2 separate regions of the Rattus norvegicus genome follow, and region 2 is linked to region 1. A link is a contact called in public Hi-C data. All regions are on one chromosome and are shown on one strand. Each heading gives the region's core, a stretch centred on a gene start, on an enhancer-like site or on the middle of the called end of the contact. The rest is flanking DNA. Distances are from core to core; before and after follow the strand shown.

What was found. Hi-C and Micro-C count contacts between places; a contact is called where the count stands out from the background.
Region 2: a Hi-C map of Schwann cells shows a contact between it and region 1, with 2.3 times the contacts expected there. The contact joins two enhancer-like sites. A contact is called at or near these places in 5 of 12 Hi-C or Micro-C datasets (Schwann cells, frontal cortex, kidney and 2 more) and 1 of 1 datasets of contacts at active chromatin or transcription factors (oligodendrocytes).

What each region holds. Positions count from the first base shown.
Region 1 is chr10:89,734,369-89,737,128 of GRCr8, reverse strand. Mapt (microtubule-associated protein tau) reads right to left here. Exons shown (of 10, transcript NM_017212.3): 10 at 1,021-2,760. Among named protein-coding and RNA genes, the nearest start is that of Mapt, 97 kb to the right of the region's middle. Within about 2 kb of position 1,343, at least 2 of the 93 cell types and tissues checked have an H3K27ac peak or open chromatin away from gene starts, as enhancers often do. A contact at or near this core is called in Schwann cells, where this site is marked.
Region 2 is chr10:89,840,864-89,843,623 of GRCr8, reverse strand. The region is part of intron 2 of Kansl1 (KAT8 regulatory NSL complex subunit 1); the gene reads left to right. Among named protein-coding and RNA genes, the nearest start is that of Kansl1, 26 kb to the left of the region's middle. Within about 2 kb of position 1,318, at least 90 of the 93 cell types and tissues checked have an H3K27ac peak or open chromatin away from gene starts, as enhancers often do. A contact at or near this core is called in Schwann cells, where this site is marked.

The DNA of each region.
Region 1 (2,760 bases), core at 94-2,593:
ATCATTTTTTGCCTTTAGGCAGGAAATCCCTGTATACATTAAGATGCACTGGACTAAAGCAGCTGTCTGCAGAGGCTAGGCATGGCAAGGAGGGGGTGACTGAGGAAGGTAAGTGTTTTAAAATTGGAAATCAAAGGATCATGACCTTGATATAATTACCAAAGAACTCAGAAGTGAGGAAGACAACTCAGTGAAGTGCATAATGAGACCCTGAGTTTGAATCTAGAACCCACATCAAGCTGAACATCTGTAATCCTAGTGTTCTGTGGGAGATGACTGAAGCCCAAGAATCCCTAAGCAGCTAGGAGACCAGATAACGTGGCATGTGTGTAGTAAAATAATGTCTCAAACAAACGAGGTGGATCGGCAGATGCCCAAAGTGGTACTCTGACCACATGCAATAGCATTCAACAAGAAATTGGGGCTGAGGATGGGCTCTTGCTTTGTTGGTAGAATGCTTGCCCAAGCATGCATGAGGACCACGCAACTCGTTAACAGCATAGTACACCCCTATAATCCCAGCACTCAGGATCAAGGCCAGCCTGGGCTGCAGGAGAGAGACCCTGTGTCAAGAAAAGATGGGTTGTCTTTTCCTTTGTAATACTGTGAGCAAGAAGCCGCCCTATCTCTAACAGAAATATCCTTGATTTATATGACGATTCCAAGGTACAAAAGCAGCAGTGCAATTGTGTGGGTGTTGGGGTTTGCAACTGACTGGCTTGGGTTGTTTCATCCTCACCACTTAAGTTCCAAAAATGATGGGTCTCATACATCCCACACCAAACTTCTTCAGTTTGCATGAACTGACACAGGCTTTAGGAGCTCTTGAATGTTGCCTTGTGAGTTCGGCCACACAATACTGATTGAGGGTAGTATGCCAGCAGTAGAATGTGAGCATGAATAAAGAAAGCTCTCTCTCCAGTGTCTGGCTTTTACTTTTATTTCCTGTTCTGAATTTTCTCAGTTGGGGAAAGAGCTTGTAAACTATTGTTTTCTTAACTTGGAACTCATGAACAGAGATTTTGTTTAATCAGAGTAATAACTTTATTTCCAAATTCACTTGTACAGCAACAGTCAGTGTAAATCGTTTGTTAAAACACAGTACACTATATGGACATTCACAGACAGGAAGCTAAGCTAAGATGATTCATGTCCCTCCCCCCACCCTCAAAATCACCAAAGAAATCATGGGACTTGCAAGCACTGGAGATCATGCCCAGTACAGCAACTGCACAGGCTACAGCCCATCGGGAGGGTGAGACTGCAATACTGCCCAAAAGTAACCCTTTCAGAAGCTAGAGAGAAGTTTGAAGGCTCATAAAGCCACAGACCTATAGTTATTAACACCGCCTCCATGCCCACTTTTCTGGAGAACAGACAAGGACAAAGGAAGTGGTCTTACCCACTGCTAGTAGTGTAGGCTGTGGATCTGAAGTCAATCCGGAGGTGATGCTGATGTGCCAGTGGATTAGAAGGAAGGAAGCCAGGGTTTTGAGGAGGCATTGGCTGTGGGCTCTGGACACCACAAGAAGGCAGCAGGCAAGAGCAGTTCTTAGAGCTGCACCTGGCTGGGAAGTCAGGGACCTAGCTGGCTGCCTCTGCCTTGCAAAAGCCTGCCTGTTGGTGGGACAGCCAAGCCTCTAGGTTCTAGCCTTATGGCACCTCTTCTCTCTAGCAAGTGGTCAACATCATGAATGGGGCTACAAGATGGTTTAACTGCTACACTTCAAGACTTCCCCTTGCCCATGTCAATTATCTTAACATGTTCCTCCTCCCCCCTTTACCCCACAACACAAGCAATCTCAAATGGGATACACTCTTATCATTGAAGTCAATTTAAATGGAACTATTGATAAAGTGGATTAAGAGCTTGGAGGAACCAGGCAAATTGTACACCCTATCTAGCCCACCCAAAGACATTGGCTCTGCAGTGGAGAGCCATGGAAAGACAGGACAGGTGCCAGGGCCCTTGGGGGATTGTCCTCACTGAAGTAACAAGCCAGAATTCCTTTGTAAACTGCCTATTAGCACTGACCAGATCACTCCAAACTATGACTTGGGGGCTGACTGCCCTACAAGAGATATGGCAGAGTACCCCCACCCCTATTCAAGGACAGGAACTGCAGGATGGGTAAATGGGTATACGAGAGAAAACCACAACAGGTAACCATGATGAAGGGACCACAGACCATCAAACCACACTTCCTTTTCCTCCGTTGGACTCTTCACTTCTAAGGACAGCTAAAGTCCATCAGCAGTGGGGAGCTCACAATAGGGTAGCTCTGGGCACACAGAACTCTTATATGGGAAAGGTTGGCCACCTCCTTCTACCGCATCGTCCCTAACTGTACCCAAGCCCAAAGTGGCCGACCTGGGCCTGAGGTTCCTAATCTTTAAAGGCCTCATCCTTACAGCTGTAGGAGGTCATGCAAGGTCAGGGGGCTGACGCCTTGGAAACCAAGGGGGTCTCCAAAGATGTCCCTTTCATCAGTGGGGCAGTCCATCCCAAGCCCTTGGTGACGAGGCCAAGGCTTGGAAAGGACCCACGGATATGTAGTGGAGAGTCATGGAATTTCTAGGGCCACAGCTCTCCCTGCTGGTACTAGTGTCCTTTTCTCTTGTGATGCAGGAGTTCTTAGATGTCTGCCAGGGCTGCTGTGGGACTTGAAGTTGTGATTAGAGAGGACCATCTTCACTCAGAGAAACAGGCCAGCCACAAGCTCTCCCTGACAGTCGGAGCCTGCTGCCTCTAACGGGTCC
Region 2 (2,760 bases), core at 69-2,568, 110 kb before region 1:
ATGTTTGAGAGTGTAATTTAAAAAAAATGCAGATGGAAGCTCAAGAGAGATATAGATGCAGGTGTTGCAGAAACCTGGTGAGTTAGAGACTTTGTGGGCTAATGAAAACTGTTCTAGAACAATAGTGTCTTTTGAGGAGCTGAAGTGACACATAACACCGGATACTGGTTTTGGTAAACCACACAAAGAATCGAGCATTTTGCATCTTCCTTTTTTGGTAGACTTTACCCTTCTCATCTGCTGAGCTTGGTGATTTAGTTGTTGGAACAAGTTTTATGCTATTTAATTTTGGTGAGTTCTAATAATCTTTTGACATCTCTAGCTTTAAGGGTGGTGGAAATGTACTGTGTAATGTAGCCCTTTGCATTATGTTAAGTTTTATAATCTAGAAAATGTTCTCTTACATTAAACCTTATTTGGGAGGAAGGAATCAATATCGTGCTGACAAACTAGCAGTCAAGAGTAATAAGGTGCCACCACTTTTTAAGTCAACGCTGAAACATGACTGTTTCCATCTGTTTGCTGTTGTCCATTGTTAAACTTTCAGCGGGGCAGTGAACATTAATTTGGCATTAGCAGGAAACATAAATATTATTGTGTAATGAATGCGTTTTTGCCTATTTTGGCGGATCTGACAAACCAAGAAGCCTAAAACAAGACGCGGGCTGAACGAAAACTACAGTTCCCAGCGGGCCCGGCGCTGGTGGGCCATCACTTCCCCTTTAGCTCCCAGCTGCCCCTGCCCGGGTTAGCCCGGAGTCGGTCCTAGCTCGCGCGTGCGCAATGGCGTCCGCTTATTTTTTGGTTTGGCGGCTGCGGAGCGTGGCGCTAGGGCTAGCAGCCAGCCGTGTGCTGCAGTGTACTGAACAGGGTGTAGGACAAAGGGCGGGTGGCAGGGACCGCGTCACTGGTCAGGGAGCTTCCTGCCCGTCTCAGAGCACGGTTGGCCCTGGGGTAGTGTGGCCGCAGCAGCTTCTTCATTCACTGCACACAACAGTTCTTCGCTCACGTCCTCTAGCTCTGCTGTGCCAGTCCGCCCTCCCCTCATACCGGCGCGCGGCACCGCCAGCCCCAGAGCCGAGGGAATGTGACGGCGTCAGCGCCTCAGGTTAGCCTCACCTCGATCGAAGCGTGGGCCCCGCGCCTCTTGCCGCAGTGCCGCGTGTCGCTGCCGCACGTATCAGGCACCGGGCACTGGTTTCCGCAAACAGAGGCGCAGAAGCAGCGGCCGCGGCGAGGAGCCATGACTGAGGCGGCGGCGGCCGCGCCTCCTGGCAGCCCGCGGGGGCGGCGAGGCGGGCGCCCCCTGGCGGCGCGCCGGGGCGGAGCGGCCCGCCGCAGCCGCAGCCGGCGGAGGCGCTGCTGTCCCTCCTCCCCGTGTCCCCGGCACTCGCCCGCTCGCTTGCTCGCTCCATTCTCCCTCCGCTTCAGATTAAAGGGGGGGAGGGAAAAGGAGCTCGGCCGCCATTTTCCCAGTGCCGCCGCCGCCACCGCCACCGCTCGCCGAGCCGGCGGGAGAACCAAGCGCCGTAGCGAAGCCGACTCGTCTCGCCGCGGCGGCTTGGGGGGCGGCCGAAGTGCGCTCCCCGGCCGGGAAGAAGCGCCCGGGGTGGCGGCCGGGGTGCGGGCGCGGGCTGCAGACGGCGGCGCTTGTTTGTGCGGGGCGGGGGGGGCAGCTTTACCCTCTGCCCCCGCCCGCCCGCCGGGGCTGCGGTGCCCGGCCGTACCCAAGCCGGGCCGGAACGGAGGAAGGCCGGAGAAAGGGCCCGAAAGAGAAGAAAAAGCAGCCGCTCCCCGCCGCCGCCTTCCCCTCCCCCTTCGCCTCGCCCCCCCGCCCGGAAAGTCAGGGCGGCTCCGGGCGCCGGGGGGGAGGAGAGCGGCGGGCCGGGCCGGAGCCGCCGCCGTGCGCCCCCGCCCGCTGGTCCTCGGCGCCCAGGCCGGGGGGCTGTTTGCAAACTGCGCCCATTTTGTGGGGCCGAATCCGCCCGGGCTACGCTCCTCCATCACGTGGTAGGTGCTGCTGCTGCTCCTTTCCTCCTCCTCCCGCTGCCCTTTCTCCTTCTCCTCGCTCTCCCTGTGGCTCCCATTTCTCCCTCTCTTTGTTAGTTGTAACTAGAAAGGCAGGGCACGGGAAGAAAAATCCTCGGAACTTTAAATGGCCTCTCCGGGCTTCCCCGCTGCGGGTCCGGGCTGGGAGTCGCCCCAAGGGCGGGGGTGTGCGGGGGCCCTTCCCCACCAGCTGCCGCCTCGTTCGCTGGGCTTTCCTTTGGCGTTCTATTTAAAAAGGCGGCCTGTAGAACATGGTTTATTTCCGAGAAAAAAAAAAAAAGGGAAAAGGCCAAAAACAAACTCTTGCTCTCGCCTTGAACTTCTCTTGACTGCAAAAGGTCTTTCTTTGCTCAGACACATCTTGCATGTCTGTCTCACGGTTTGTATCACAACTCTGATTGTTAACATTTTTTTGTTGCTTAAATATTGAGGTCATTTGCCTTTTCGGATCTAGTCTCAGGCAGCACCCCCCCCCCCCCTTTTCAACTAAAGAGGAAGAGGCATTTATTTGCTTTTAAGTGAGTTGGAATCTTACTGCTTTTTGGGGGGCCTGTTTTCCGACTGACGGCCTTTGATTCTCAGCAAATAGTTTATAATTGTTTTCCGTATTGTAAACAGTCCTACTCCCATGTTTTACCTAGAAATCCTTTTGTTTTCCAATGTTGGAATCCCAATGTGGATTTTTAGAGAAACTCGTTACTTAACTATTGC